Regions from separate parts of the Sus scrofa genome. Here all the other regions are linked to region 3. A link is a contact called in public HiChIP or PLAC-seq and promoter capture Hi-C data. All regions are on one chromosome and are shown on one strand. Each heading gives the region's core, a stretch centred on a gene start, on an enhancer-like site or on the middle of the called end of the contact. The rest is flanking DNA. Distances are from core to core; before and after follow the strand shown.

The links. Promoter capture Hi-C pulls out the DNA fragments that hold promoters and counts their contacts. HiChIP or PLAC-seq counts read pairs in DNA pulled down with a chosen protein or histone mark.
Region 1: an H3K27ac HiChIP or PLAC-seq map of alveolar macrophages shows a contact between it and region 3. The contact joins the promoter of USP19 here to the promoter of DAG1 in region 3. A contact is called at or near these places in 3 of 5 promoter capture datasets (fetal liver, fetal skeletal muscle and liver), 2 of 47 Hi-C or Micro-C datasets (embryonic fibroblasts and liver) and 2 of 2 datasets of contacts at active chromatin or transcription factors (alveolar macrophages and skeletal muscle).
Region 2: an H3K27ac HiChIP or PLAC-seq map of alveolar macrophages shows a contact between it and region 3. The contact joins the promoter of NDUFAF3 here to the promoter of DAG1 in region 3. A contact is called at or near these places in 1 of 47 Hi-C or Micro-C datasets (embryonic fibroblasts) and 2 of 2 datasets of contacts at active chromatin or transcription factors (alveolar macrophages and skeletal muscle).
Region 4: a promoter capture Hi-C map of fetal liver shows a contact between it and region 3, with 2.1 times the contacts expected there. The contact joins the promoter of SLC25A20 here to the promoter of DAG1 in region 3. A contact is called at or near these places in 1 of 5 promoter capture datasets (fetal liver) and 1 of 2 datasets of contacts at active chromatin or transcription factors (alveolar macrophages).
Region 5: an H3K27ac HiChIP or PLAC-seq map of alveolar macrophages shows a contact between it and region 3. The contact joins the promoter of CCDC71 here to the promoter of DAG1 in region 3. A contact is called at or near these places in 2 of 5 promoter capture datasets (fetal liver and liver), 6 of 47 Hi-C or Micro-C datasets (alveolar macrophages, brain, embryonic fibroblasts and 2 more) and 2 of 2 datasets of contacts at active chromatin or transcription factors (alveolar macrophages and skeletal muscle).

Annotation. Positions count from the first base shown.
Region 1 is chr13:31,732,720-31,739,011 of Sscrofa11.1, reverse strand. It overlaps USP19 (ubiquitin specific peptidase 19), which reads left to right and starts at 2,579. Exons shown (of 26, transcript NM_001271714.1): 1 at 2,579-2,841; 2 at 3,101-3,139; 3 at 3,264-3,437; 4 at 3,524-3,657; 5 at 3,731-4,036; 6 at 4,153-4,369; 7 at 4,508-4,664; 8 at 4,765-4,836; 9 at 4,952-5,067; 10 at 5,170-5,390; 11 at 5,475-5,670; 12 at 5,748-5,881; 13 at 5,975-6,133; 14 at 6,209-6,292. The coding sequence starts at 2,715. It overlaps LAMB2 (laminin subunit beta-2), which reads left to right. Exons shown (of 33, transcript XM_021070660.1): 31 at 1-146; 32 at 242-401; 33 at 481-730. The coding sequence ends at 617.
Region 2 is chr13:31,653,903-31,660,122 of Sscrofa11.1, reverse strand. It overlaps NDUFAF3 (NADH:ubiquinone oxidoreductase complex assembly factor 3), which reads right to left and starts at 3,182. Exons shown (of 5, transcript NM_001243606.1): 1 at 3,077-3,182; 2 at 2,797-2,989; 3 at 2,563-2,629; 4 at 2,368-2,468; 5 at 2,036-2,283. The coding sequence starts at 3,153. The coding sequence ends at 2,164. DALRD3 (DALR anticodon-binding domain-containing protein 3) reads left to right here and starts at 3,817. Exons shown (of 14, transcript XM_021070653.1): 1 at 3,817-4,021; 2 at 4,734-4,807; 3 at 6,157-6,220. The coding sequence starts at 4,753. It overlaps IMPDH2 (inosine-5'-monophosphate dehydrogenase 2), which reads left to right. Exons shown (of 15, transcript XM_005669533.3): 11 at 501-644; 12 at 759-903; 13 at 998-1,141; 14 at 1,223-1,306; 15 at 1,410-1,481. The coding sequence ends at 1,431. MIR425 (microRNA 425) reads left to right here and starts at 5,050; the gene lies at 5,050-5,129. It also overlaps MIR191.
Region 3 is chr13:32,023,674-32,029,413 of Sscrofa11.1, reverse strand. It overlaps DAG1 (dystroglycan), which reads right to left and starts at 1,395. Exons shown (of 3, transcript XM_021068744.1): 1 at 349-1,395.
Region 4 is chr13:31,548,975-31,554,960 of Sscrofa11.1, reverse strand. SLC25A20 (mitochondrial carnitine/acylcarnitine carrier protein) reads left to right here and starts at 1,672. Exons shown (of 9, transcript XM_003483178.4): 1 at 1,672-1,882. The coding sequence starts at 1,778.
Region 5 is chr13:31,769,893-31,775,602 of Sscrofa11.1, reverse strand. CCDC71 (coiled-coil domain-containing protein 71) reads left to right here and starts at 4,343. Exons shown (of 2, transcript XM_005669536.3): 1 at 4,343-4,436. KLHDC8B (kelch domain-containing protein 8B) reads right to left here and starts at 264. Exons shown (of 6, transcript XM_013981665.2): 1 at 21-264.

The sequences.
Region 1 (6,292 bases), core at 1,330-3,829, 290 kb after region 3:
CACTGAGTTCTGCAGATGAGCGGGCTCAGCAACTGGATGGACTCCTAGAGGCTCTGAAATTGAAACGAGCAGGGAATAGCCTGGCAGCCTCTAGTGCTGAAGAAACAGCAGGCAGTGCCCAGGGTCGAGCTCAGGAGGCTGAACAGGTAGGTGGGTTGAGGCAGAGCCAGTTGGAAGCAGTGGCGGTAAAGCCTGGGCCTCCACTGGGTCACCACCCTGACTCTGCCCTCTATTTTCTTAGCTGTTGCAGGGCCCACTAGGCGACCAGTACCAGACAGTGAGGGCCCTGGCTGAGCGCAAGGCCCAGGGTGTGCTGGCTGCGCAAGTGCGGGCGGAGCAATTGCGAGATGAAGCTCGGGACTTGCTGCAGGCAGCTCAAGACAAGCTACAGCGGCTGCAAGGTGAGGCTGGCAGCGTGTGGGCGCCAGAGACGTGGGACTCTGAAAGAAGGACCCTTCTGCTGAGACCTGTCTCTCCTAGAGCTGGAAGGCACTTATGAAGAGAATGAGCGGGCGCTGGAGGGCAAAGCGGCTCAGCTGGACGGGTTGGAAGCCAGGATGCGCAGCGTGCTTCAAGCTATCAACTTGCAGGTCCAGATCTACAATACCTGCCAGTGACCCCAGCCCCAGCCCTACCCCAGTCCCAGCCCCGCCCCGCACGCATTACTGCTTGTGCACGGAAAGTCCCTAGCCTGGCCAGGCCCCCAATAAACCAGTGTGAATCGCTGTGTTATCTGGACTCTGATTTGGGGAGGGTGGGATTCTCTGGGCGGAACATAGAGGCCGCCACCAGCCGGGCCCCAGCGAGGCACCGGAGCCCCGCCTCCTCCGTTCGGGCCCGCCCCGGAGCTGCCCGTCGCCGCGTGCCCGCTCCCGCCGGAAGTGCGTCATCGGCTCTGCGTTCAACCTCCCGCGGCCGTAACTAGAAGTCGAAACAAAACAAGCAGCTGAGGCGGTGGCGGCGGCGCCGGGACGGGGGAGGGGCGCGCCGGAACCGGAACCGACCTGACGCCGGAACCGGAACCGAGAGCGGGTTGCCAGGGCCCGAAGAGGGCTGGCGGCGGCGGCCTCGCTCGGTGAGTGGGGCGGGCCGCTGCTTGCCTTTCTCGCCAGAGCCGGGAGGCCGCTACGCGGCCCGGGGCAGCCTGTTCAAGGTCACGGGCCGCACCAGCCTCCACCCCTCGAGCCCTACGGGGTGCCGGGCCCACTGGTGCAGGCGGGGCCGTTACGTTACGCCCGTGACCGGCCTTCGGTCTTGGAGAGGGCTGGCGGCGGGCGAGGGCGGCTTCCTGGAGGAGGTGGTAGTGGTGATGGGCCCAGGGTTCGGAGGCTGGAGCTGGGTTGCAGTCTGGCCGGCGCCGGTCTGTGGTCAGTAACCCCGCGCGGCCTTGGATCTCTAGACAGCCCCTTTCCCTCCTTAATGTCCCAGGAGGAAAGGGGAGGGACGCGATGTTCGCCTGGGGCCTGGGAGCAAAGAGGCGGAGGATGTCTGTCCCTCTGCTCTGGACCTGTCGTCATTGAAGATGCAGCTCACTAGTCCCACATCTGACCCATAGAAGAACATCTTACCCCTCCCCTCATAGCCACAACCCTTGGGAACACAGACTAATCACTATCTGTCCTGCTACTGTCTCAGGCCATGCTTGAGGCTGCTAGGGGTCCTGGTTCCATGGTTCCTTCATGCCCACCTTATCTCGGTTTTGAGAACGTTATTTTGGATGAAGAAACAGCCCAGAACCCACTGGTGGGTTTGTGGGAAATGGGTAGAAGGTCTCAGGCTCAGAGCTGATAAATGTGTGGACCTGGTAAGGAAGGGTTTCAGTCTCAAACTGGATGCCCGTCCTGCCTTGGTTTTGGGGCAGGATTGCTGCTGAAATGGTAGTGTGACATCTGAATGCACTGTTCACCCTGGCTTTTACAATTCTCTGTCTGCATGGGACAGCAACTGGAGAGAGAAATCTTTCCAGATGTAGGAGAAAAAAAGAAATAAATGGAGTAATGCATAGAAGCAGGTTCAGAGGAGGGTGGGAACTGGCTGGTGGCAGGTGAGGTGCCTTAATCTCAAGAGCTTGCCTGGTCAGTGGTAGCAGCTGGGCTGGGCCTGTTTTCAGCCAGAGAGCCTGGTCCTCCTGCTGTTTGATTGCCTGTCTCCCTCTTTCCTGCCTTCCTCCTCCACCTCCTACTTCTCGGGTGGTGACTAAGCAGCCAGTGAGAGTGAAGGGAAAGTGAGCACCCTGCTCAGAGCACCAGCCTGTGGGCTGAAGCCATGGCTCCTCTCCAGATTGATGGTGGAGCCTGGTCCCAGGCTGTGGCTGCCTTGACCTGGCGTCTCCTCAGTGAGACTCCTTTGTGGGTCTTCATGGCAGACCTCCTAGATAGGATGCTCAGCCAGCAGTGGCTGCTGCTCCTTGTGTTTTTTGTTTCCCTCTAGGAATAGTCTGAGAGTATCCAGGGCTAGATCAGGTGATGGAGAGACATTGCTCTGTCGGGTTAGAAGTGTCCCAGGTTGCCAAGCCGTGGGCGTGACCAAGGAGCAAATTTGGGGCCTTGGTAGTGATCACTGGTTTGCTTCTCATTAGGCTGTCAGTTCCTTGCTGGAAGATTTGGCCACAAAGAGTTGCCAAGATAGCTGGGCCAGGAAGAAAGCGCCGTAGCCCTGACCCAGACGCCGTTGCCGACCCTGGGGCACTCTGGCTGTCGACCAAGCGGCTCAAGATGTCTGGAGGGGCCAGCACCACAGGCCCAAGGAGAGGGCCCCTGGGACTGGAAGAGGCCACCAGTAAGAAGAAGCAGAAGGATCGAGCAAACCAGGAGAGCAAGGATGGAGATCCCAGGAGAGGTGGTAGTGTCAATCCCAGAGGGCTCATGACCTTCTGCTCCTCCCTTCCTGTTGAGTGTGTGGATTAGAGGTTGGGAGATGACTTTTTTGTTCCTTCTGTCCTGATCTGATGCTGAGAGAAGGACCAATGGCAGGCTGGGTAGAGCCTTAGCTTTGAAGTTGGGGTGCTTGGCTGAGATCCTAAAGATGGTGTTTGGTGGGTGTTAGAATCTTGGAGGCTTCCCATCTGTCATCCTTTCCCTGTTCTTTCCTTTGTTGTCAGGGTCAGCATCCGCTCCTCAGGAGGAGCATACCAAAGAGGGTGAGTAATGTACAGGCCTTCTGGATGTTAGACTGCTAGGGGAGAGGGGGGGTCGTGGGGTTATAGCCTTTGTCTAGAACAATTTTGTTAGGGTTGGTGTCTGGTGCCTGCTTATCCTCATCAGAAGTTCATGGAGACCCTCACAATCTTTTTGGAACTCCTTCTACAGAGTTGTTGCTGGATTGGAGGCAGAGTTCTGATGAGGTGATTGTCAAGTTGCGTGTGGGAGCTGGTCCCCTGAGGCTGGATGAAGTAGATGCTGCTTTCACGGACACAGACTGTGTGGTGCGGCTTCCAGGTCTGTTCATCTGCTTTGAGCCTAGCAGTAGATTTGAATCCTTGGCTATCTCCTACCCCAGCTCACTGCTTCCACTCTGTCGCCAGGTGGTCGGCAGTGGGGTGGTGTTTTCTATGCTGAGATAGATGGTTCCTGTACCAAAGTGCAGGCTCGCAAAGGTGGCCTCCTGCAGCTCTCACTGCCCAAGAAGGTGCCTATGCTCATGTGGCCCTCTCTCCTGGTAAGTTCCAGAGCAAGGTAAGGCAGGGATACTCACTGTAGTTGACCAAGTCTGACTGCTGTATCTTTGGCAGAAGAAACCTCTAGGGACCCAGGAGTTGGTGCCAGGGCTGCGGTGCCAGGAGAATGGGCAGGAAGCATCTCCCATTGCCTCGGAGCCAGGCCCTGAGCCCCGCCGGGCTAAGCAGGAGGCCCGGAACCAGAAACGGGCCCAGGGCCGTAGTGAGGCAGGCACAGGGGCTGGCCCTGGGGCCCAGGCAGGCCCCAGCGCCAAGAGAGCTGTGCATCTCCGCAGAGGGCCAGAAGGGGAAGGGTCCAGAGATGGCCCTGGACCCCGGGGTGATGCCCCCCCTTTCCTGGCTGAGCCAGCATCCACCCAGGTGAGATTGGCGTGCCTGCTTGGAAGTTGTTAGACAAGAGGAAAGGGTGTGGACTGCAGTGGGTAGCCACCAGCCAGACCCAGGGCTGATTCTGCAAACAATCTTGCCGTAAATAGGCTGAGGCTGAGGAACAGCTCCGTGTACCACCACTGAACCCCCAGACCTGCCTCCTGGGCTCAGAGGAGGATCTAGAACTTTTGACAGGAGAGAAGGCAGTGTCCGCCAGGAATGATCCAGTGTCCCCAGCCATGGCCCGGAGCAGAGACCCCGAGAAAGGTGACCGTTCCAAAGAGGAGATGGCAGTGGCAGCAGATGCTGCAACCTTGGTGGATGGTAAAGGTGGGGCTGGGGCCCAGCAGGCCGAGCTCTAGGTTGGGTTGCAAGGTTGGTGGGTGGGTGGGTGGGTAAGGAGTAGAATAGGAATAGTCTGGAACCTGTCCTGGGTGGTGCTGAGCTGTGGTCTCAACGTAGAGCCTGAGTCCATGGTGAACCTGGCATTTGTCAAGAATGACTCCTATGAGAAGGGGCCGGACTCAGTGGTGGTGCACGTGTACGTGAAGGAAATCCGCAGGGACACCTCTCGAGTGCTTTTCCGCGAGCAGGACTTCACGCTTATCTTCCAGACCAGGTGGGTGGGCGGGCAGACTCATGGGGCAGACAGTGTGCTTCAGGCAGGTTAGGGTGTCTCATGCTCTTTTTCTTGCCCTGGCCCTGCTGTGCTTCTGCAGGGATGGAAACTTCCTGAGACTGCACCCGGGCTGCGGGCCCCACACCACCTTCCGTTGGCAGGTGAAGCTCAGGTGGGTGGTGCCCAGCTCCACCACTGTGCCTCTCTCACCCTGGGCTCCATCACCCTGGCCTGTCTAGCCTGATACTCCCTCCACCTAGGTTCCTGAGTTTAGCCTTTTCCCGCAGGAACCTGATCGAGCCAGAGCAATGCACCTTCTGCTTCACGGCCTCTCGCATTGACATCTGCCTCCATAAGCGGCAGAGTCAGCGCTGGGGGGGCTTGGAGGCCCCAGCTGCACGAGGTCTGCACACGAGCTCCCTTCATCACCCAGTCCTCATGACCCAGATCCCCACCCCCTGCCACATGCTGCTAACCACCAGCCCCCCCATTCCCCCTTTTTAAGGTGCAGTGGGTGGTGCAAAGGTTGCCGTGCCGACAGGTCCAACCCCTCTGGATTCAACCCCCCCGGGAAGTGCCCCCCACCCCTTGACAGGCCAGGAAGAGGCCCGGGGTGTGGAGAAGGAGAAGCCCAAGGCTCGATCTGAGGACACAGGCTTAGATGGTGTGGCAGCCCGCACCCCCATGGAGCATGTAACCCCAAAGCCAGAGCCACACCTAGCATCGGTGAGAATCCCAGCATGGGGAAGCCCAAGGATGAAGACTAGAGAGCCTCAGGGCTGCTCTCTCATGCCCCTCTTGCTCCCACAGCCCAAGCCCACGTGTATGGTGCCTCCAATGCCCCATAGCCCAGTGAGTGGAGATAGTGTGGAGGAAGAGGAGGAGGAAGAGAAGAAGGTGTGTCTGCCAGGCTTCACTGGCCTTGTCAATCTAGGCAACACCTGCTTCATGAACAGCGTCATTCAGTCTCTGTCCAATACTCGGGAACTGCGGGACTTCTTCCATGGTGAGCGCAGGGTCTGGAGCCCTGGGGATAGGGGATACCTTCCCCTGCTCACACCTCTACTTGGTTGCTGTCCCTAGACCGCTCCTTTGAGGCCGAGATCAACTATAACAACCCGCTGGGGACTGGTGGGCGTCTGGCCATCGGTTTTGCTGTGCTGCTCCGGGCACTGTGGAAGGGAACCCACCATGCCTTCCAGCCCTCCAAGTTGAAGGTGATCTGTGGCTGGAAGGGGCGGGAAGGGTCAGCCAGCGAGGGGCACGCTGGGTGCTGGGGCTCCATGCTCATATCTTGCCCCTGCATCCAGGCCATTGTGGCGAGCAAAGCCAGCCAGTTCACAGGCTATGCACAGCATGATGCCCAGGAGTTCATGGCTTTCCTGCTGGATGGGCTGCACGAGGACTTGAACCGAATTCAGAATAAGCCCTACACAGAGACTGTGGACTCAGACGGGCGCCCTGATGAGGTCAGGGTTGGGGGTGGAGGTGGATATGTCTCCCAGTCCCCAGGTCTCCTTGGTCCTCACCACTCTGCTCCTCAGGTGGTAGCTGAGGAAGCCTGGCAGCGGCACAAGATGAGGAATGATTCTTTCATCGTGGACCTATTTCAGGGCCAATACAAGTCG
Region 2 (6,220 bases), core at 1,933-4,432, 370 kb after region 3:
GACCTCCTCCAGGTAGGCCCTGCCCTGCCCATGTCTCTTGCAGTAGTCACAGGTTAAGAACCAGCTATGGGATCCACTCTTCCTTCCACACCATCACTGCCCCTGATCTTGCCTGAGCTGCCCACAATGCAGGGAGCAAAGGGTGGGCCTCTGGGTACTAACTGCACCGTGACCCCTACCCGACCTGATGCCAATTGGGAGGGGCTTTCACAGCTGCTGACTGCATGTGCCTGAGGCTGCCCTGGGCCATGCATACATGCACGCGCACACGCGAAGGGTGAGTGAAGTTCCATCACAGCTATTTGTACTGTTCATGGCAGCTGGGACAGTAGCCATCCCAGACAAGACTTCCTCAGCCAGGCTGCAGTCCTGGTGCAAGTGTAGCGAGAGCTCCTGGGTGCCGATTGTGGCCACAGAGCTTCTTGCTTGTTCTCCCCCCCCCACCCCCAGCACCCAACTAACCCCATCCCCCCCACACTTCTTCCTCCATGTCTCAACAGTGCTGGCGTGTGGGCGTCCCCAAGCAACAGCAGTGTACAAGGTGTCAGAATATGCACGGCGATTTGGTGTTCCTGTCATCGCTGACGGAGGAATTCAAAATGTGGGCCATATTGCCAAAGCTTTGGCCCTTGGGGCCTCCACAGGTGAGGCTTACACCCAGGAAGCCTGGTGGGACTGCTTTCCTAATGCAGTCAGGGTCTTCCCACAGCACTCCTATCCACAATTATGATGGGCTCCCTCCCTCCTCCTGTCCATAGTTATGATGGGCTCCCTCTTGGCTGCTACCACTGAGGCCCCTGGCGAGTACTTCTTCTCTGATGGGATCCGACTAAAGAAATATCGTGGCATGGGTTCTCTTGATGCCATGGACAAGCATCTCAGCAGCCAGAACCGATATTTCAGGTGGGACAGGCAAGCCATTTACTGTATGCTAACTCTACATTGGCAGTATCATCAAGGCTCTGACCCTGTCTGTGTTTCTTGCCTCTTCTTGCAGTGAAGCTGACAAAATCAAGGTGGCCCAGGGGGTGTCTGGGGCTGTGCAGGACAAAGGATCCATCCACAAATTTGTTCCATACTTGATTGCCGGCATCCAGCACTCCTGCCAGGACATTGGTGCTAAGAGTTTAACCCAAGTCCGGTAAGTTTAGGGAGCAGGGCCATCGACTAGAGGGGCTGGACGAGGGCCAGCTCCCCACATCTGACCACCACCCCTGTTCAGAGCCATGATGTATTCTGGGGAGCTCAAGTTTGAAAAGAGAACATCTTCAGCTCAGGTTGAAGGTGGCGTCCACAGCCTTCATTCGTAAGTGACCAACCCTTTCCATTCCTCTGTCCTTGGGGTTGAGGTGTCTCCCATGCCTCGGTCTTCCTGCCCTCACCCTCACAGCTGGTCCTTCTGCCAACAGGTATGAGAAGCGTCTTTTCTGAAAAGGGATACAGCACACCTCCTTGGTTTTTCAATAAAAGTTTGAAAAAAAGTGATGCCTGATCTTTGAGGTCAACAACAAGCAGGTAGTGCTCTGCAGCTGCCACCATCACAGATACACACCAACACAGTACCGTCATTTCCAGGGAAAACCTCAAGCCCTGAGATGAGGGTGCTGTGAGCACCTGGACGTAGGTGGTAGTGCTAGATTCAGAAAGTCCCTTCTCTGGCAGCTCAGACCAGTTCTGGCTCCCAAGGGTTTGGTCTCAAACTGTGACTCTGACTGTAGCTGCTAAGAAAGGGTCACAGAACAGGCCATGAGGCTATAGACTGGCATCCACAGGGCCTCCTGCTAGCCCAAAGCTTGGCCACAGGGGATCAGGCTGAGACCCCACATACATGTTCTCTAACTTGAATCTCTAAAGGGCCTTGTGGAGAAAGCACTGAAGTCCCCTCAAATCTGCATGTGAGCAAAGAGATGTACAGTTTATAACAGACACCTATACAGCTTCCTCGCCTCTTGAGTATCCCCTTGATTTTTTCACAACCCCCTCCATGAACCCACGGAGCCAGCAGCTCCTGTCCAGCAATACACCTAGTACAAAATTGTGAGAAGTAGATTAAATTATTAATTTGCTGGCTAGAAAGACAAGTTGTTACAGTGCCAAAGGGGAGGAGCTAGTAAAAACTGGAAACCCCTGCACTCAGCAAAGGGTGGCAAGGTTCCTGGTGGTTCATTTTTTTGAGACTTGGGCCAAAGATGTGAGAGCAGCCCCTCCAGGTGGGGGAATGAGAGCAGCTCCTGTCACCCGGCCTTCATGACACAGGAAGTTGAAAGTGGCACAGGCATTGGGCTGCAAAGAGAAAGCCAGCATCAGCTGGGCTAGGGCCAAGGCCAGGCCTGGGCTCGCCTCAGCATTCCCGAGTACCAGACATACTGTGTCCTGCACTTCCACAGCGATGCCCCGCTGCCTCATGGCTCGCAGCACCTGGGGCTGCAGCCGCTCAGTCCGGTCTCCAGTGCCCACCACAACAATCTCTAGGGAAAGATGAGCATAGCAAGGCTGCAACGAGGTCTATCGAGAGGGTGGGTTTCCGGGGCTCATCACCTCAGCCTTCCCTTCCTCCAGTACCTATTCGGGGCTCCAGCATCCAAAAGAGAGAGAAGCTTCCTTCGGTGATGTCCTGGTGGGAACCTACCTGTGTGGGAAGGAGACAAGTTAATTACAAGTCTATGGAGGTTTCCCCACCGACCCTCTACCTGCTCCAAAGCGGGGCAAAAGAAAAGCCAAGTTTGCCAAGGACGGAGTCAGGAAGGCAGGCCTGACTCTGGTCCTCGGGTTTCCTTATTGCAGGGAAGGGCTCACGTTCCACTGCACCACCGAGTGCGGAAGCAGCGCGCAGGGCCCAAGCACGCGATTTCCATTGACCACGAAGCCGCGGCTGCTGTAGCTGTCGATGTACATCGCCTGCGGGGACTCGCGCTGCAGCAGAGATATTCGCGTCCGCTGATACAGCTCATCATCCGTCGGCGTGAGCCGATGCCCACGCCCTGGGGCCCTGCGGAGGGGTATGGTCGGGGTCTAAGGGGCTGGGAGTCGCTGGCTGTGGGGGGCAGGTGGTCAGGGACGGTGGGTCCGGCCTCACCAGGACAGCTGCGCGAGCGGCCAGCGAAGGATGTGTCGCGCTCGATACAAGCTCCGAAGCACGAACACCGCTGCCATGGCGGATCAGCGCACAGGGAGACCGGCGCAGGGTCAGCGGGGTCGTGGCGTCACCCAGCCCGGAGCAACGACAGCGCCCCCAGCGTCGCGGAGGGCACCGCGCAGCTCTGCCGGCCCCGGGCTGGAGACGGGAGGGAGCCGACCAGGGGCTTAGGTCCCAGCAGGGCGGGTCTCCCGGTGCGGCTCCAGTGTCTGCAGCTGCCGTCCGCCCCGCCCCAGGCCCCCGCAGGCCGTTCTGGGGGAGCCGGACACCTGGTGGCGTGACAGGCCTCAGCACAGTCTGAGCCCCAGCCGCGGCCGGGCCCCCGGCTCTTAGCCATTAAGCCGGGCTCTTGGGACCCGGGGAGGGGCGGCCTAGCACCTGTTCGAGTCCCGCACACCTGGCCAGGGCGTGGTGCCAGCCTCCAAATTTCTAATCCCGGCTTCGCGGAGTCGGATTCCGAGGGCGGTGCGGGCAGCTCAGGTTTCCCCCTCTCGCCCTCCGAGTTCAGCCCCTCCCAACCGTTCACCCGCGCGACCGTTGGCAACGCCGCGGCGTTTCACACCAGGCGTCGTTGCGCTTGGATTGGCTTCTCTGGAGGGCGAGGGGGCGTGGCTGAGTGGTTTCGCCTTAAAATGGCTCCAACTCTGCGGCTAGAACAAGCGGAAGAGGACGCGACGTCAGGCTGGTCGTTGCTGCTCCTGGGTCGGACCGGGCCGAAACGGACCAGACATTGAACTATACAGCGGCCGGAGTATCGCCCTATTCTTGTTCACCTCGCTCTGCGTCCAGAGAATCCCTCCCCCGCGTCTTGAGCCGAATCAGAAGGCCTACTGGTGCCAGAGTCGCTGGCGCCCGCGCAGGTTCCGACATCTCGGCGCGCCTACTGTATGGTGGCCTCCGGGGAAACATTGCTGCGTCTGCCGCCCGCGGGGCCAGGCTGGCGGGGGGGTTTCGAACAACCGAGGACGTTCTCAGTAGATCTCCGGGGGTCCCGTCGCTGCCTTGAGGGCTCATTGGGCTTCTCGCACTCCCGACACTGGCAGCGTCACCAGACAAAGGGCCCGGGTGCGGGGGTGTCCCAGGGGAGGGTTTACTTCCTCTCCGAGGCCCCACGGGCGCGCTTCCCTCTTGGCTGATCCTGAAGCCCGCCCCGCCACCGCCAGTGTAGTGGCCCTGACTGCATGGGACCAACAGGATTAATCCTACCCCGTGGATCTAATCCAGATTGGGACCCAGTCCCGGGGGGGGGGGTCCCCACCACACCTATTGTTTTGGGGCCCAGGTGAGCGAGCGGCTCGTTCCTACCGCACTTGATTTCACCACCTTCTCTTGGCTCCCTCTCCTGGGACTGGGAATGTAGGAAGTTTGATCTGGCACCAAGGCAAGAGATTACCCCTCTCAACCTCCCACTCCCCACGGCTGGACAGCGGGCAACGGAATCCCAAAAGCAGCTGTTGTCTCCAGAGCATTCCAGCTGCACTTGGATTTCGTTCCCTGCTCTCTTGCCTGAGCAGCGTTCTGGCCCAGATTCGGTGGGCTAGCCCCTGATCCCCAGACATACTTTATCGGGCCACTCTGATTTCTGTCCCTCTCTCAGGTGCGCCCTCAGGCTGGAAATGACAGGCGTAGACGTCGGGGAGCCCAGGCTGTGGCCATCTCTTGGATCCCAAGGTAGCACTGGCAAGGGAGGGAGGACACAGGGACTTCTGATTGGGCTGCAATGGTGGTCTGCAATGGTGGTGAGTCCCCCAGGGCCACCCCAGCCCACAGCTGACTAAAGATAGCCCTTCACTTCCTGGGGTAAAGCCACTGTAAGTGTCCTCATGCACCAAGAGTAGCTGAAGACCCCAGCTCAGCCTCTGGCCCCCAATCCTATTAGCAGCTGACCCTAGGTTGTGCACCTGCGGCATGGAAAGTGCTTTGGAATGACACGATCACTCCCGTTGAGTGGGCACCCAAGTAGCCATCGGGAATGTCGTGTCCGCCCAGTGCTCTTTCGGAGCCTCCCTGCAGGGCCTTGCAACCCTGGCCCAGAAAGGGACCTTGCCAAGCTTTTCCTGCTCCTAGAATCCTCTCTCTTCTGAGTTCTGGGCACTCTCACTTCTCCAGGGCAGAGATTATGGATGTTCTGCTGCATCAAGTTCAATCCCTAGTAAAAAAAAAAGAGAGAAAGAGGGGGATTTCCCTGGTGGCCCAGTGATTAAGGATTTGGTGTCATTACTGCTGTGGTTGGGGTTTAGTCCCTGGCCTGGGAATTTCCACATGCCAAGGTTGCAGCTACAAAAAGGAGAGAGAAAAGGGGGTTTAAGTTACTAGAAATGGAGACATTCTGGAGCCTTCCTGGGACAGAGGAAAGAGGTTTATCACTGGTAGAGGGACAAGAGCTGTTCTTAAGCTGGGACTTCTTATGGTCACATTGTTTAGTTGAGCCACAAAGGCTGGTTGCCTTAACCAGGAAGTGGGAGGATCCCTGTTAAAGTATACTAGGTTAAAGGAGAAACTTGAAAAGCTGGCAGTTCTGGAAGCCATCATGGTGGTTCTAATTCCTCAAAATTCAAGGGGAGAAAACCAGCAGTTCTAGCGGACTGGGATTTACTGGGAATAAAGACAACTCACATCTCAAAAGGAATGCTTGCAAATAACCTTAAGTTGCAGAACATAAATTCTCTTAAAAATGAGGATTTTTTCCCAGTAGGTCATAATGTTAGCTGCCCTATTTCAGTGACAGTTCACTTGGAACTTCTGCATTTTGATCATGTGCAAATGGGGGAAATAAAACGTTATCACAAATACATAAATACAAGACTTAGATGAAGACAGAGATCTCTATCTGAGCCCCCACTGGGTCGCGTGGATTCTTTACTTGGTTGCTAAGTCAAGCGACAGCTAGAGAACTGTAGGCCCGGAGCGGACGAGAGATTTCGGACCCGGGGGCCGACCACGCGGTGCGAGTGCCAGTGCTGGGGCCGTAGGACCAACGCGGTCGCCAGAATTTCCTCAGGCGCACCTGCCCTCTCCAGGACCACAGCCAAATCCCCGCCCCAACCAGTTGCCTCTTCCGGAAGTTCGACCCCAATACTTCCG
Region 3 (5,740 bases), core at 146-2,645:
CCCTGACACGCGAGTGCTGCAGCCAATCCCGCGGCCAGCTCCGTGCGGCGCCGACCGACAGTCCCCGCGACGCCCGCTTCTGCCTGCGTCGGCCGCCCCGCAGAGCGCCGCACCCGCGCAAAGGCTCCGCCCCCGCCCGCGCCAGCGTCGCTCTGCCTATTGGCCCGCCACGCCCCCACCCGAAAAGACACGCCCCATCCTGGAAATCCCGCCCCGCGGCGAGCCAAGTCCGCCCCTAGAACACGCCCCAAGCTGTCCGCGTCTCGGGGAGCTCTCAGACCTGGGAGCGGGGGAGGGGCGCCGCGCCCAACCTCAGGCATTTGAGCCGCTGAGAATCATCCAACCTACCCGGGTGGTCAGGCTTAATGACTGGCCCTGCCGCAACTAGCCATCCATAGACTGCCTTTGGCCCTGCTGATTTCTCTCTAACGCAGATCAGGTACTTCTAAGCCAAGAAAACACTCAGGAAGCGTCCTCTAAATTGCAAACGATGATGGCCCGGTTGCCCGCCTCCTATACTAATGAGGAAACTGAGGCGAGGACCGGAAGGGCAGGGAGCCGCGCCCCTCTCCGGGTGCCCCCAGCAGGCGGGGGCGTCCAGGAAGTGGCTCGGGCCTGACCCTCGTCCCCTCCTCCTGCCCTCAACACCCGGAATCCGATGCTCCTCAGGCGCCAGAAATAGCTCTGACCCGCTGGCTCTGGTCACTCACTCAAGGCCCGCATTCTTTCAGGGGGTGGGGGGAAGAAAGGCGGGTAGTTACTGCTGAGGTCTGTCTCCCTTAAAGGGGAGGCTCCTACAGACGCTCTCACTGTCCCTAGGGCTTACCTAGCCACCCCCCCACACCTCAAAGGCCTCAGATGCTTCAGTTACTAGACCTGAACAATTACTCAACGGGTCGGGGTATGGGACCTGTGGTGGACTCTGTTCCCTGTGCAGAATGTGTCCATCCCTTCCTGGGCCTGTGGCCAGGCTGGAATTCCAGGCCCGCACTCTTGTCAGCTATTACATTCTGAACACAGAATTGGCTACTGCCTGCCAGAGGTTGCTCATGGGATCCTGGTGGAACTGGGTTTCCCCTGCTTTCTTCCTCTCCTTAGGAAAGACTGGGAGAAGCAGACTCCAGAGAGAGAAAAAATGAATGCCCCGGAAGTTCCCCTTTAGGCTCAGCAGAAACGAATCCAACTAGTGAATCCAACTAGTATCCGTGAGGATGCAGGTTCTATCAGTGAGTGTGCTATCCTGCTTTACTGTGAGCCATGTTATAGTCACGGACAAGGCTCAGATCCGGTATTGCTGTGGCTGTGGCGTAGACTGACAGCTGTAGCTCTGATTTGACCCCTAGCCTAGGAACTTCCATATGCCACCAGTGCGGCCCTAAAAAGCAAAAAAAAAAAAAAAAGAATGACCCATCTCCCAAATGCACATACCTGTTTGCGATTCTTTTACTTTTCTTATTAGGGCCACAACTGCAGCATATGGAAGGGTTTGAATCAGAGCTGCAGCTGCCAGACTACCCCACAGCCACAGCAACACCTGATCCAGTCTCATCTGCAACCTCCACAGCAGCTTGTGGCAACACCAGATCCTTAACCCACTGAATGAGGCCAGGGATCAAACCTGCATCCTCATAGATTCTAGTCAGGTTCATAACCCTTGAGCCACAATGGGAACTCCCTGTGATATTTTTTTTTAGGCCTCACCCTAGCATATGGAAGTTCCCAAGCTAGGGGTGGAATCAGAGCTGCAGCTACTGGCCTACACCATACCCACAGCAATGTGGGATCCAAGCCTCATCTGTGGCCTATACCATGGCTCATGGCAACACTGGATCCCCAACCCACTGAGCAAGACCAGGGATCGAACCTGCATCTTCATGGATACTAGTCAGATTCATTTCCACTGCACCATGATAGGAACTCCTTCCCTTTGATTCTTTAAACTTAAATTCATGGGCTCCAAACTTCATACAGACCAGAAAAAGAAGTAAAGACTAAGGAAAATCCACAAAAAAAAAAAAAAAAAAAAAAAGGGGAGTTCCCGTCGTGGCGCAGTGGTTAACGAATCCGACTAGGAACCATGAGGTTGCGGGTTCGATCCCTGGCCTTGCTCAGTGGGCTAACGATCCAGTGTTGCCATGAGCTGTGGTGTAGGTCGAAGACACGGCTCGGATCCCGCGTTGCTGTGGCTCTGGCGTAGGCTGGCGGCTACAGCTCCAATTCGACCCCTAGCCTGGGAACCTCCATATGTCGTGGGAGCGGCCCAAGAAATGGCAAAAAGACAAAAAAAAAAAAAAAAAAGACTAAGGAAAATCCCCAAATCATTCTTTAGATATTAAAACTTTAAAAAATCCAGCTCTGGGAGTTCCCGTCGTGGTGCAGTGGTTAACGAATCCGACTAGGAACCATGAGGTTGCGGGTTCGGTCCCTGCCCTTGCTCAGTGGGTTAACGATCCGGCGTTGCCGTGAGCTGTGGTGTAGGTTGCAGACGCGGCTCGGATCCCGCGTTGCTGTGGCTCTGGCGTAGGCCGGTGGCTACAGCTCCGATTCAACCCCTAGCCTGGGAATCTCCATATGCCGAGGGAGCAGCCCAAGAAATAGCAACAACAACAACAACAACAAAAAGACAAAAGACAAAAAAAAAAAAAAAAAAAAAATCCAGCTCTGAAATTTAGCTTCTTTGAAAAGGCTAAAAATGCAGAAAATTATGAGTTTCTAAACAAAATACATTCTTTCATTCACTCCTTCAACTTACAGCGTGTCCTCCCCTCCCCCAAACATACACCAGACACTGCTTTGCAGCCCTAAATTCTGCTGGGGATTTTAGTGTCTGACTGTACAATTATATGTAAATGTTCTTCCAAAACAAAAGACAGCAGTGAGCACAGACCTCATCCTTCTTACCATCTACACAGAAGCTACTGCTCTTTAGTCCTCATTGACCATCCATGGATGCTAGAGTGACTCCCCTTCATTTTTGGCATTGGTCTTGCTAGATGAGACACCATGCCTCAATCTGGCCTCCAGGGACCCAGCACCACATGCCCAAGCTTCCCTAGAGCTCTAGCTAAGGGAAGGTCTTTACCTCAACTACTTAGTGCCAAAAGGTGGGGTAGGATCTTCTTAGTCCTAGGAGGAGGGGAGCAAAAACCAGAGTTTGCCTGAAGCTCTCACAGCAAAATCCTTCCAGTCTCTGCCTCTCTAGGTTTGGGACTCAATTGGAGATGCTATGGTCTGAGCCTCAGGCTGGCCCCAATGCTCACCTGCTCCTGCAACCTTCCAGCCTTGGCACTTCCCTCCCAGGCCAGAACAACTGTGAGTTCTGGGCCTCATTGGTGGCTTCCTTTTTTGTCTAGAATTGGGGTTTCCACAACCCTCTGTTCCTTCAGGCCCTAGAAGGCAAGAGGCCTGAATGGCCAGAGTTGGACCAGCCTTTTGGGGCCTAACAAGCCACTACTGGAGCCCAACCGTTCCCATGGAATGCATAGCAGAGTAAAGAGGGAGGTGGCCATCTCCATGTACGCCAAGGCTGGATGGGGCTGTGAATGCAAGGTACTGTTACTCCCTATAGTCCTGAGAGTTGAAGACTTTCCCTTTGTAGAAAACTGCACACCCCACCCTAGGGCTTAGCACTAGGTCCACAGCTACTCGCCCTTGGGAGCTATTTTGCAACCCCACAGGGCCTAGGCCACCCTAGTTCAGGCTTGGTGCTTGCAGCTAAGAGTGAGGCCCAGGGCACATCCAAGAACAGCTGCCCCAAGGGCCCATGTGGTATGGGCCCAGGTGGGCACTGATCAAGAGGCCAAGAATGAGGCTATTCGGGTAGGATGCTCAGCCCTCAACTCTTCTGGCCATTTAGCCTCTGGTGCTTCCTCCACCCTCCACTTAGACCCCCAGCTAGAGGCTTCAGGAAGATTCTCAGATTAAGGTTTGTCTTCCCAACTAGAGTATGAGCCCTTGAGGCTAGATATGTGCACCTGCTTAATCCCATATTGCAACAATCACCTAATAGCATGCACATAATAGAGGCACAATTTCTGTTTGGAAGGAAGGCATCAGGGAGTGCTGCCTACCTCACTTCTTGGTTGACAGTTATCCCCAAGAGTCTAAGCCCTGTGCAAGGCCCAAGGCAAACATCCCAGTGTTTACTTGGGGCTGATGTGGTTTAAGCTAAGGCCTTGGCTCTAGCTCATGAAATCCAGCAGAGACCTACATGGACCAAACTTTCTTCTGGTCCTAGGATTCCAGAGCTCTTTTATTCTAGCATGTTCCCAAGGAACTGAGGACCAAGGGCCAGTGCCCAGCCTCAGACACTTCCAGAGGGAGGGAGGCTCCTGTGGCTGATCCTCCCCAAGGCCTGATGGTGAGGGGCAGGAGTCAGTGCTGGCTGAGGGTGGAGGATCCAGACCCAAATGCCAGACCTGCAGGTCTGCCTCAGGCCCTGGGAAGCAGGGCCAGCCAAATCAGGGGAAGGGAGGGGTCCCTTTTGTCTGGATTTAACAGAAGGCAGATTGTCCAGCAACTCTGGAAGAAAGAAAGGGCTGATAAATTCATCCGGGAGAAACTGCCAGTAGGCGTGTTTGTGGGTCACCACCAGCCTTCCCAGAAGTCAGTTCGTTCCCCTGCAGGGCCCTCCCCTCCAACACTTCCACCAGACCCCTTCATACATGTCTGACAGAGGGCCTTCCTCTCATCAGTCAGGTGACTGCTTTTACACCTGGCCCTCCAGGAATATACATACAGTCCTGTGGGGACAGTAACTTCACAGCAAGGATGAGGGTTGGTCACAGAGTTAAAAGTCACCTCTCTGCTGAGGAGACATACATGTCCACTGCCCCCTCCCTCAGCCATATTCCCACTCCCTTGAGGCTCTGGGATAAGACAGTCCCCCAAGGCCAACTTTGGGTGATTATCCTCCAAATACTGGGCTTGTGGCCTTGAGCACTGGGCAAAACACCAGATTAGGTCTGGTCTGGCCGGGGAGCCAGTAGAAGCCAGCAAAGCTGAAGGGCCTATTTGTTAATTCTTTTCAATCACCAACCAGCTAGCCCCTAAACCCAGAGTCTTGGGGAAGCTATCTATACTCTTCTGGTTCAGCCAGATTAAGAATCTCTTCTTGGGAGTTCCTGTCATGGCTCAGTGGTTAACAAACCTGACTAGGACTCAATGAGAATGTGGGTTTGATCCCTGGCCTCACTCAGTAGGCTGGGGATCTGGCATTGCTGTGAGCTGTGGTGTAGCTCTGAGTGAACCCCTAGCCTGGGAACCTCCATATGCTTTGGGTGTGGCCCTAAAAAGAAAAAAAAAAAAAAGACTCCCTTCTCTATGCTCAGTCATAAGTCCATGTCTGGAAGTTCCTATTGTGGCTCAGTGAGTTAAAGACCTGATGTTGTCCCTGTGAGGATGCAGGTTCAATCCCTGGCCTCACTCAGTAGGTTAAGGATCCAGCATTGCCATGAGCTGTTGTGTAGACTACAGACGAGGCTTGGATCTGGCATGGCTGTGGCGTGGCATAGGCCAGCGGCTCTAGCTCTGAATCAACCCCTAGCCTGGGAACCTCCATATGCCACAGGTACAGCCCTAGACAAAAATAAATAAATAAATAAAATAAAAGTCCCAAAGTCCATGTCTGGCTCAGAGCTTGGCCAAAGGCTCTTCCAGCTCTACCTCTCAGAGCTGACCTAAGATCTGGGCCTGTCCTTCTCAGCAGGCTGGGCTCCTCTCAGTGGCCCCTTAGTTTAGA
Region 4 (5,986 bases), core at 423-2,922, 470 kb after region 3:
AATTCTTCCATGGTTCCCCATCCCATCTAGAAAAAGCCTATAGCTCAGAGTAAACAGGGTTTCGAGCCTTGCCCCAACTTGTTGCTTTCCACTCCCCTACAGGCCTTCTGTACTAGACAGGCCAGTTACTTCCTGATCCCAATCCTGACCCTGTCACTCATCTTTCCACCCCTAGCATATGTGGTCCACCCTCCCCATTCTAGGCTTCTTGCTAGCCTAGGAGAGCCTACAAAGGAGGACTATTAACACGTCAGCTTGGCAGTGAGGTACTTGCTGCAGAATAGGGGTATGTTTACTGTTCACAACTTTTTTTTTTTCTTTTTTGGCCGCACCTGTGGCATATGGAAGTTCCTGAGCCAAGGAACATACCACAGCAGTGACCCCAGCCACAGCAGTGACAACAGTGGATCCTTAGCCAGTTGAGCCATAAGGGAACTCCAACTGTTCACAACTTTTTAATTTGAGAAATTTCAAACATATGGAAACAATGTAAGAGTAATATAAAAGATCTACTTATAGCACAGGGATTCTTCTCAGTATTCTATAATAACCTATATGGGAAAAGAATCCGAAAAATAATAGATATATGTACATGTATAGCTGAATCACTTTGCTGTACACCTGAAACTAACACAAAGTTGTAAATTAACTATACTTCAATAAAAAATAAACATTTTTTTAAAAAAAGAGTAATATAGTGAATACTTGCATACTGTCTACCTAGAGTAAATAAGCCAAAAACAACAGCATCATCCTTAACTCCTCTCCTACATACCTTATATTCTGTTCATTAACAATTCTTTTAGGTTCTTTCTTCAGAATATATCCAGAATCCAAACATGCCTCACCACCTACTCTGCTGTGCTCTAGTCCAATCCAGCATCTCTGACCAAGACCTTTAGCCTTATAGTCTATTCTCATCCAGCAGTAAGAAGGATCTTGTTAACTCATAAGTCAGACTATGCCACTTTCCTGCATAAAACCCCAGAATGGCTCCCATCTCCTTCAGAGGAGAGACTGATGCCCTTACAGAGGCTCACAAAGTCCTGCTTGATATGCCACCATTACCTTCATGTTTTCATCTATCTAATTCTGCTCTAGCTACAAAGGCCTCCCTCTGGCATCTCTAACTGGTCAGGCACAGCCCATCTCCGGGTTTTTTGCATTCTTTTCTTCTGCCTGTAAGGTCCCTCCCCATCCCCTTCACATCTGTGGACAGAACTCACCTTCTCAGGTCCTGAATCCAGTCACCTTCTCAGTGAAACCCTCCTTTACTCATCTAATTAAAATTGCAAATTACTTGCCCCCCATCCTCTTCCCAGATTTATTTTTCTTCATTGCAGTTATCACCACTGGATACATTGCATTTTCCACTTATTTATCCTCGTTATGGTCTGTAAGATCCATAAGAACAGGGACCCCTGCGCAGTGTTACCAGCTGTGCCTCCAGCACCTGGAAAGGAGCCTGTCACACAGCAGAGTGCCATCAACTTCTGCCAACCGAGTGGAGGAACGAGAACCTAAAACAGACCTTTCACAACGCGTCTCGGCCAGCCCCTACTCCTTCAAGCCATCGAGGCGGGACTTCGGACGGAAGAAGCCCTCCCCCGGCGGAAGCCGGGCCGGGGGGAGCGGTCTAGACCCTCCTCCCGACCTGCCCCGGGCTTATGCCCCGCCCACCCAAAAGTAGGGGAAAGGTCGGCGGTTCCGGCGCTGTGGCTGGAGCGGTAGGGCGAGAGCCGCTGGAAAGCTGCAGATACTGTGACTCAGACGGACCATGGCAGACCAGGCAAAGCCCATTAGCCCTCTCAAGAATCTGCTGGCCGGCGGCTTTGGAGGCATGTGCCTGGTGTTCGTGGGGCATCCGCTGGACACGGTCAAGGTGCGAGAAGGCTGGGGCGCGGGCCGGAGGGAGGAGGCCCAGGCAGGGAGCGAAAAGCAGGGTCTCCCTCGAGGCTCGGCCTAGGACAGAAGGGGTCCCGCAGGAGCTTCCACGAGAAGTCCAGGGAATTTTCATTTCACTCCTTTTGGGGGTCTGGGAAACTGTTCCTGCACCCCAAAGAGCTGAATGGCACAGAACGAGCAGCTTCTAACCGTTCACCAAGGTCTCTTGATTTATTTATTTATATATATCTATTTTTATATATTTGTCTCTTTAAGGCCGCACCAGCAGCATATTGAGGTTCCCAGGCTGGGGGTGGGATGGGCGCTGTAGCTGCCAGCCTATGCCACAGCCACAGCAATGCAGGATCCTAGCCTTGTCTGCTGCCTACACCACAGCTCATGGCAGTGCGAGATCCTTAACCCACTGAGTGAGGTCAGGGATCGAACCAGCGTCCTGATGGATGCTAGTCAGCTTCCTTAACCGTTGAGCCACGACAGGAACCACAGGGCCCTTGATTTAAATAAATGTCTCCGTCCGGCAGCCTCTTATCTGGTGCCACCTCTTTGGGAATGGAAGCTCTGACTTCTGCATTCCCTCATGTTATCAGCAAGTTAGAAACAGTTCATCTGAAAGCCCCCTTCCAGAAGAGAGCTAAAGACTGAGGCATCGTTTTTCTGGAACGTGTCTTTTGACACATTCCTCTGAGCCAGAGTGCTCCATCACTATTTCCTTTGCACCTTTCTTGACCCAGAGAGGGGCTTGACCAACTTAAACCTGTCACCCTACAGTAGCTTGAGTGGCTTCTTATGGGAAGTGATGATGTCCTCAGTTACTGAGCCTCTTCCAAGGAAAGCAGGTGATCAGCTTTGTCCAGGGCTGGGCAGATCCTCACAACAACTAAAGAAGCCATGGTCAGATTGAGGCTCTGGGAAGGGGAAAACACATCAGGGTTTGTTCCTTGTTTATTCTCACATGATGCCGCAATTCTTCCCCCTGAAACACTTTAAGAAAGTGACTCTTAAAGTGCTCTGTGACTTTGCATTCAAAGCTTCATCTTAGTTTTCTCACCTTATTTCTGAACACACACTTGGAGGAAATTGACAGATAATGGTGAGGTTGAGCCTGGGGAATAGACATGAGTCTATAGAGTGGGAAGCCTCTGTAGGGGACTTATATAATGCTGGACAGGGTTTCCTCAACAGAGAATTTGCTTTGGGGACATTCTCTAGGCAAGTTTGGGCAGGAAGCTCCTTGCTGTCTTTCATCTAGGAGAGGATCTGGGGTTATTCTATCACAAACCAGGATTAAAGCAGCCGGGCTGGTTTGGGCCCTGTGAAATATGAAATCAGATGTTTACTCAGTATTTGGTAAATGCCGTGTGTGTTAGGGCTTCCCAGACAGTGGTTATTGCTAAGCAGCACTGTCTAGTAAGAGAATAGAATTGCCTGGTTTCTCTTCTTACTATTGATCTATGTAGGTGGAAATCTTGTTAGTTCCAGGCATCTGGGGCCTCTCTTTAAAGACAAACAAAGCCTTGTTGTTCCCTTATAGGAGCTCTGTACCCTCTTGCCCTTTCTCCCCATTCCCAGGAAGGGCCCAGTGACCTCTGTACTGAAAAGTAAATGACCGAAAATGCTAAGTGGCAATTTTAATAGCCACAAAGTCTCCTTTTAGCTTAAGGCAGAACTGCATATTGCTGACTGCTATCATTTTGACCTCAGAGAGCCAGGTAGGATCTAATCAGAGTCTGGCTTGAAGGCACTTTCAGAGGTCCAAGGTGACTAACGGTGGCTTGAGAAGGCAAGAGCTGCAGCACTTCACAGTTGGAGCTTGGAAAGGCTCTATAGCAGGTGGTTAAGGGCTGGTTGAGTTCTGACTGAAGAAGTAGGGAGACCCGGACATTCTGCATAGGGGGAGGGCAGGAGTGAAGGTGAATATAGGCTAGGCAGTGGAAGCCAGGTTATAAAATAAGACCAGCCATGGAGGACTTTAATGTTCTTGCTGGGCTGGGGTGCTTGATGTCATGAGACAGGTATGAGATTTATACAAAATCACAAAAAGGTATCAGGCAGAAGTTTTGATCCATTTCTCTCTTCCTATTACTAGGGGAGGTTGTGCTTGACCATGGAGGATCTGAAGGCCAAGTAAGGGATTTTGGATGTAAAGCAGTGAGAGCCTCTGGATGTTTCTTGTGTAGTGTCCCATAAACACCTCAGACCTGCATGTTACCTCCATTGCCTAGAGAGAGAGTTTTCCTTAGTGTGGGATATAAGGCCTCAACAAATACAACAATGAGAAATTTCAAGTAATAGAGGAACAGCATGGTGAAAATGGTGTCTTGGAGAGGTTAGTATGATAGCAACATGAGAAGGATTTGGAAGTAGAACTCTGAGCACGAAAAAGATGGCAGAAGTCATTGGGTGTGTCGGTTATTTCTTGCAGTGTAACAACTACCCCAAAGCTTAGTGGCTTAAAACAGCATTCATTAATTTTCACAGTCTTTGTGAGACAAGATTTGGGGAGCCACTTAGGTAGGTGGTCTGGTTCAAGGATTTCTTGTGAGGTGGCACATGTTGGCTGGGATCCAGAATATATAAAGAACGCCTACAACTCAATGACAAAAAGCCATATAACTCAACTTAAAAATAAGCAAAGGACTTAAATAGACATTTCTGCAAAAAAAGATATATAAATGTGAAAAAAAGGAAAAATGTTCAGTGTCACTAATCATTAGTGAAAATAAAAACTATAATGAGCAGATACTGACTCACTGACTTTGAAAAACTTATGGTTTGCAAAGGAGACAGTTTGGGGGGTGGGGAGATGGGCTAAGGGTTTGGAATGGACGTGATATAAAATTGGGTTGTGATGTTCGTTGTACAACTATAAATGTAATAAAATTCATTGAGTTAAAAAAAAAAAACTGTAATGAGATCCTTTGTGATCCTTAACCTCAGCTGGTTAAGAACCTAGCATTTTTACTTCTGTGGTGTGGGTTCGGTCCCTGGCCATGGAACTTCTGCATGTTGTAGCTATGATCAAAAAAACAAAAAACAAAAACCTGTGAGATACTACCTCATACCCAGTAGGATGGCTACTATCAATAAAATAGCAAGTGTTAACAAGGATTTGATGACATTGGAACACTTATGTACTATCGTTGGGAATGTAAAATTGTACAGCCACTGTGGAAAACAGTATGCTAGTTCCTCAACAAATTAAAATTAAGATCCAGCAATTCCCCTTCTGGGTGTATACCTAAAAGAATTGAAAGTAGGGTCTTGAAGAGATACATGTACACCCCTGTTCATAGCAACATTATTCACGATAGCTGAAACATGGAAGCAAACCAAGTGTCCACCAGCGGAAGAATAAATAAGCAAAATGTGGCATATACATACATTGGAAATTACTGAGCCTTAAGAAGAAGGAAATGCTTTTCCTTTTTTTTTTTTTTTTTTTTTTAGGGCCGCACCCACAGCATATGGAGGTTCCCAGAGTAAGAGCTGAATCGGAGCTGTAGCTGCTGGCCTATGCCACAGCAACAACAACAGCAACATCAGATCTGGGCTGCATCTCTGACCTACACCACAACTCATGGCAACACTGGATCCTTAACCCACTGAGCGAGGCTGGAGATTGAACCTGTGTCCTCATGGATACTAGTCAGATTCATTTCCTCTGAGCCACGACAGGAACTCCAAGAAGGAAATTCTGACACTTGCAACAACATGGATAAATCTTGAAAACATTAGGCTATGTGAACTAAGTCCCCCCCAAAAAAAGGACCAATTTTGTATGATCCTACTTGTATGAGGTACTTAGTCAAAATCGTAGACAGAAAATAAAGTGGTAGTTGCCAGGGGCTGGATGTAAGGTGGAATGGGAGGTTAATGTTTGATGGATATAGAGTTTTAGTCCTATAAAAAGAGTTATGGATGGTGGTGATGGTTGCACAACCTTATTAATATGTTTAATACCACTGAACTGTACACTCAAAAATAGTTAAGATAGAGGAGTTCCCTTTGTGGCTCAGCAGGTTACAAACCTGACTAGTGTCCATGAGGATATAGGTTCAATCCCTGGCCCTGCTCAGTGGGT
Region 5 (5,710 bases), core at 3,094-5,593, 260 kb after region 3:
ATTCCGCTTTAACCCTGCACCTGCCGTGGCCGGAGCCGGGCGCGCCGACCCATGGTCACGCAAACGGGTGAACAGACAGACGGACACGTGGATACTGGGCCTGGCCAGGATTTGGGGGCGACCTCGGGCAGGTGGAGAAAGGAAGCACCGGTGGAGAACACGACACGTGTACGTTAGGGGCCGTTCAGAGAGGACCCAGCCTAGGCACACCGGTGAAGGGGCGGGCCAGCGGAACCTGGGGGCTTGTGGGGCTGGCACCCGCCCACCGTCACTGCGCTCAAAGGAGCCCAAAGACAGGCTTCGTGGTGGCGCCCCCTGGAGGCTTCTTAGGATATGGCCTGGGCCTCTGGTGGGGGTTGCGGCTGGGTCGCCGTTCCCAAAGCATGGACCAGGGCACAGAACAGATTCTGTGGTGCACATTGAGGCTAGCAGAGGGTGGAGGAGCAGACAGGGCCGGCATTAGTACCTGAAAAGTTCTTCCACAGCCGTGGGTGGGGGCAGTTTTTTCGGAGAGGGTAATTTTCGGAGAGGAAGAGTCAGAGGCCAGGGACCTCCCAAGCAGGTCATTCTGCCCTTATTCTGTAAGGCCTGAGGCCTGGGCTAGTTAATGTGACAGAGGCCGACCTACCTCACACCCAGACCCTGGCTCATCCTATCTTATGAGCATTAAGAGTATTGGCTTGGTCTGTGAGCTGAGGGACCATTCATAGAGGTCACTGGTCACCTATAAGAAGAGGTCCTCATGGTTGTGCTTACTACCATCTTGTTTCTCTTTAATGGACAGTGTCTGCCTCACTCTCCCCATAACTGGTGACTGAGGTACATGTGCATATAGTTAATGTGGGAGATGAGGACAGGAAGCACCTGCAGAGGTGTGGCAGAAGACAGGGAAAGCAGCCAATAAAGGGTGTGTCACAAAGCAAGTTCCCACTGTGGGCAACTGGCACCAAATCCTGCTGGGGACTCTGGGAGCCAGTATAGAACAAGGGCATCACATTACTGTTCCCATCAGAGCAAGGGTTGCTAAGGTATTAATTCTCAAATCTACAGCATTCATGGGTTTAGAGCAGCTTGGTGGCATGGGTATCCTAGCCTGGCTGACTTCCGGCCAGCCTAGAGTGTGGGCAGAGCCTTCTCCATGTCCAGAGAGAGAGTCTTCAGTCCCTTTCAGAGGCTGGCAGTTGGTGTTGGAGGGCCTGCATGGAAATGGTGCCAAGGCCAGTTGCTAATACTGGCTAGAAGGCATCCAACCTCCCACTCCACTCTGCCCTCACCATGCTCCTCACTTAGGGCACTGGTACCTTCCTCCATAGGATATCACTGCCCTGCAGACCCCCTTACATTTCCCACTATTCCCTTTCCAGGTCCCTCCCCTCTCCTTTCCATGACATAAAATGAATCTCATAAGAGTCTCCTACCTTTGGATACCTCCCAGTACCCCAAAACCCTCCAGTGTCCCCTTCTTCAACTCCAATAAAACTCTTGAAGTATCCTCTCTCGCAAGGTCCACTGCCTTGATATCTGCTATCTTATATCTGCTGCCATTGCTCCCCCAAACTTGGTCTCACCAACGTTGGAACATTATATAGCTAAAATTAGGGGGGCTATTTGGTCTTTGCCTTAACTGAAATCTTGCTGGTATTTTCAAAGCCTCACCCCTTGTGACTTTGGCTTCCTCCTGCTGCTTGTTCTGCCTCTCAGAGTCTTGTACAGGCCCTGCTTCCTCTCCTCCCCATGAAGTGGTTCCTCAAGACCCAGCCTTGGCTTTTCTCTGGCACACAGACTCCTTTCTGGGGTTCTTCCTCCTAGGCCACTTGCCTCACATCTAGAACTCCATCAGAACTCTCTGGTAAGGTGGATATGGGTTATAAAAGGGCTATAAAGGTTCCAAATGGAGAGCAAGGGCTGGATCCTGGGATAACCCTGTGGTCTCTTCACCCTTATTCCATCTGATCCCAGTTACACCATAGGGTCAGCATCCACCAAAGTCCAGATCAAGTCAGAGTTGGCCCTGATGAATAATTCCAGAGAGTTCCATCTGGGACATACTGGGTACCAAGAGGTAGAAGGATCATCCTCTCCTCAGGGAGCTAGGTACCTTAAACCATTTCCCCTAACCCCTGCCATCCCCCTAGTTCTAATGTCTGGAAGGGACACAGACTAAGGATGGACCTTCTCTTCCTGGTCCTCCATTTTGCACTGACCTCTAGGCTGGACATCACCAAAGAGGTATCCACTTTCCAGGACACATCTAGGTCTATGCCATCCCTGCAGGCTGGGCCCTGTATCTTCATGGAAGTAGCTTCTGTTTAAATAGCACCTGGCCCCATCTGCACAAAGGTGGCCAACACCGCTGGCTCTGGAGAAGCTGTGGAAGATAGCTGGGTCAGAAGGTAAGGCTGAACTGGTCCTAAGAGTAAAAAGCTAATCCTTAACCAGAGATGGAGCTCATCCACAGTTGGGGACTGTGAGTGTGAAGGTGAGGACTTCCTGATTGCACCCCCTGACACTCTGGCCTCTGAGACCCCACCTTTCCCTTCTCTATTCCAAGACCCAGGGCTGGGAGCATTGACCCCAGAGGAGCAAGATAGTTTTGCATTTTTTTTTCTTTTTTGTCTTTTGTAGGGCCACACTGGTGGCATATGGAGTTTCCCAGGTTGGGGTCTAATTGGAGCTACAGCTTCCAGCCTACACCATAGCCACAGCAACTCCGGATCTGAGCCGCATCTGCGACCTATATCACAGCTCATGGCAACGCTGGATCCTTAGCCCACTGAGCGAGCCCAGGGTTTGAATCCATAACCTCATGGTTCCTAGTCGGATTTGCTTCTGCTGCACCACGATGGGAACTCCCTCTTTTCTTTCTTTCTTTCTTTCTTTTCTTTTCCTTTTTTTTTTTTCTTTGTCTTTGACCACATCTGCAATATATATGGAAGTAGGCCAGGGATCAAATCTGAGTTACAACTGTGACCTATGCCACAGCTGCAGCAATCCCAGATCCTTAACTCACTGCACTGGGCCGGGGATCGAAACTGCACCACCACAGAGACAACAATGGATCTTAACCCATAGCACCACAGCAGGAACTCTGAATTTGCATTTCTTTCTGGACATCTTGACTGTGCGTGAAGGCACTGAAGACCCCACCATCAGTGCTGAGGCCCTGGGAAGCTCAGGGGCACAAGGTGAGGTCTAGGGTATGGTGTGTGTTTCTCTTTAGAGGTGCCCAGACCCCTCTGTAAGCAGCCAGAGAATCCTGGGGTTTTATGGGAAGGGAGGAGAGCTATTAACTAGCCCCCAGATGAAGCATTCATCCACCCTCCAGCTTCCACCTGGCCCCAGCTACCAAATTTGTACCACTCTACATGTTAGGACCAAAAGTTGTGACAGCATTTTTGCTTCGTAGCTCAGGAACTGAACAAGGTGCTAATTTCCCCACCATCTCATCCATGAAACAAGGGCTTCCAGGCTGGTTCTCATCCTGGTATGGGGGGCCCCTAACCAAGAGGTGACTTAGGTTAGAGCACTAGAGACCATTCTGGCCCCCCTCAGACTCCTAGTGTTAATTTTCCCCTATATCCTCTCATCTGGTGCTGTTTGGGTGGTGAACCCATCTGCTGGCCCCCAGGTTATAGATGGAAAGATAGGCCCCAGTCTCTCAGACCAAAGAACAGAAATTTGGGCACAGTTAAGACTTGAGGGAAGGCTTCCTGCCATTGAGGGAGCTGAAGCTGGACCAGGATCCTCCCACCACAACTGTCTGCATGTTCCTAAGCAAACATACTCGGGCCCACACTGTTATATTAGGACTCTCAGATTGGACACGCCTATAACTTTGGGCTTATATGCAACATGTGTGCACACCAGCCTTTCATACCACATGTGGTGGCCCCCATTCTCAGGAAGAGAAGGCCTACTGCCCTCAGAAGCTGTACCCCTGCTACAAAATAAAGGGGCTCCTGTGCAACACTCCCAGGCAGAGTGCACTCCTTTCACCCTCTGGTCAGGCAAATGGGACAGAGACAGACCTTGTCAGTAGCTCATGGGGATACTAGAGGGTGAAGGATGGCTTGGACCTTACCAGGATACCCTCCCTGGTAAGATGTCACTGAACCATCAGGCCCCTCAGAGAGGGTGTTAGGCCCCTAATCCAAGCTAGTCTGGGCTCTGGTGCAGTCCTGCCTCGGGCAGCGTCAGAAAGCACCTCTGCCCCTCAAACTCCTGCACAGGCCCCCAAGAGTTTAGGGTAGTTTTCGTTGCCACCTCCTCCAGGAAGTCTTCCTCGGTTCTTACTTGTTCCGCCCCCAGACTTTGGGGGAAACGGGGTCTCGAGGGGTCAAGGGTCACTGGGGCGGGCCAGGTCCCGGAAGCGGAAGCGCGGCGTACTTCCGGTGCGCAGCGGGCGGCCATGTTGGAGCAGCGGAGGCGGCGCAGAGGTGCGTCTTGGGTCCTTGCGGCGGCGCCGGTAGGTTGGGGCCGTGGGCCTAGCCACGCCGCGGAGGGGCCGTCCGCGAGGCGGCAGGGCGGATGGGCCGGGCGGCTGGCTCCTTCGGGACCTGCGCCCTCTGCCGGCCCGGCCGAGATCCCCAACCCCCACCCCGTGCCCAACGACCCCACCCTGGGGCTGTGCGACCCGGTCGGGCTCCCACCGCCCGCCCCGTACATTTCGCTGCCTCCAAGACCCCCGCTCCTACCCTCGGCTCGGACCCCAGGGACGCGGACTCCCAGCCTGAGGGTCCTGGTCTGCCCCCTCCCTGGTTCCACTTGGATGGGGCCTATCCCGTCCCACGTCGTTCACCAGCTTCCCCTGCCGGTCTCGGGGGCAGGTGTGAAGGGAGGTCAGGGGTCAGGCTGCAGTGTCTTGGAACTCCCAGAGGACCGCTCCCAAGGGCCCAGACCGACCTGGGCGGAAGAGCCCCCCAGTTCACCCCCAATATGTGTTCTTGGAGGTAGTGGGCCCCTCCTTACTGTACAGTTCTCAGCTTTGGAAACTACAATCCCTGGAAAAAAATAAAATAAAAGAACTAAAGTCACATGCGAGGATTGTACTTGGAGAATGGCCTCTAGAGAGGGGAGGTGCCTAGACACCTGAGGATCAAAGAATGTTTCCAAACAAAGAGCCCCAGGGCACTTCCTCCAGGGAATTCGGAATAATTCCTCTGCTCCACTAGGGCGGAGGAAGACACTGCACAGACGCACCTCCTGGCCCTAGGGACTTGCCTCATCTCAGTTGATCTTTTAATGCTCTGGTGGAACTGTGTGGTGCTGGGTTGGGCTAGTCATGATTGAGAGCTCACAGCTTCAGAGAAGCCTGGACAACTTGGGTCTTCTCAGACAGCTCCAAATGAGCTGAACTAGGTCTGCAGCCCAAGCCCTAGTTAGGATACCTCAAATCTCTAGTGTCTACTATCTTAACCATTTTACTTGGAGTCATTGGCTCCCATTGTCAGATTTTGGACTCTTGGTCTGGCTGCTTGGCTCCTGGCTGCCTAACTTTCTAGAGCTGTGTTATTAGTACCTGCTACTCATCATCTTTTTAGTTTTTATTGAAAGAGAGCCTGGCTCTTTCCTTAAGATTAGTCTCCATGGCTCTAGTGCCAGGAATTGGACCCTGTCTGGGAACTTGGAAAGCAGAACTTCTGATAGACAGGGAGCCTCCACCCTGGGCCCCTGAACAGCAGTAGCTGGAGAAACAGAGATGGTCTTGGAC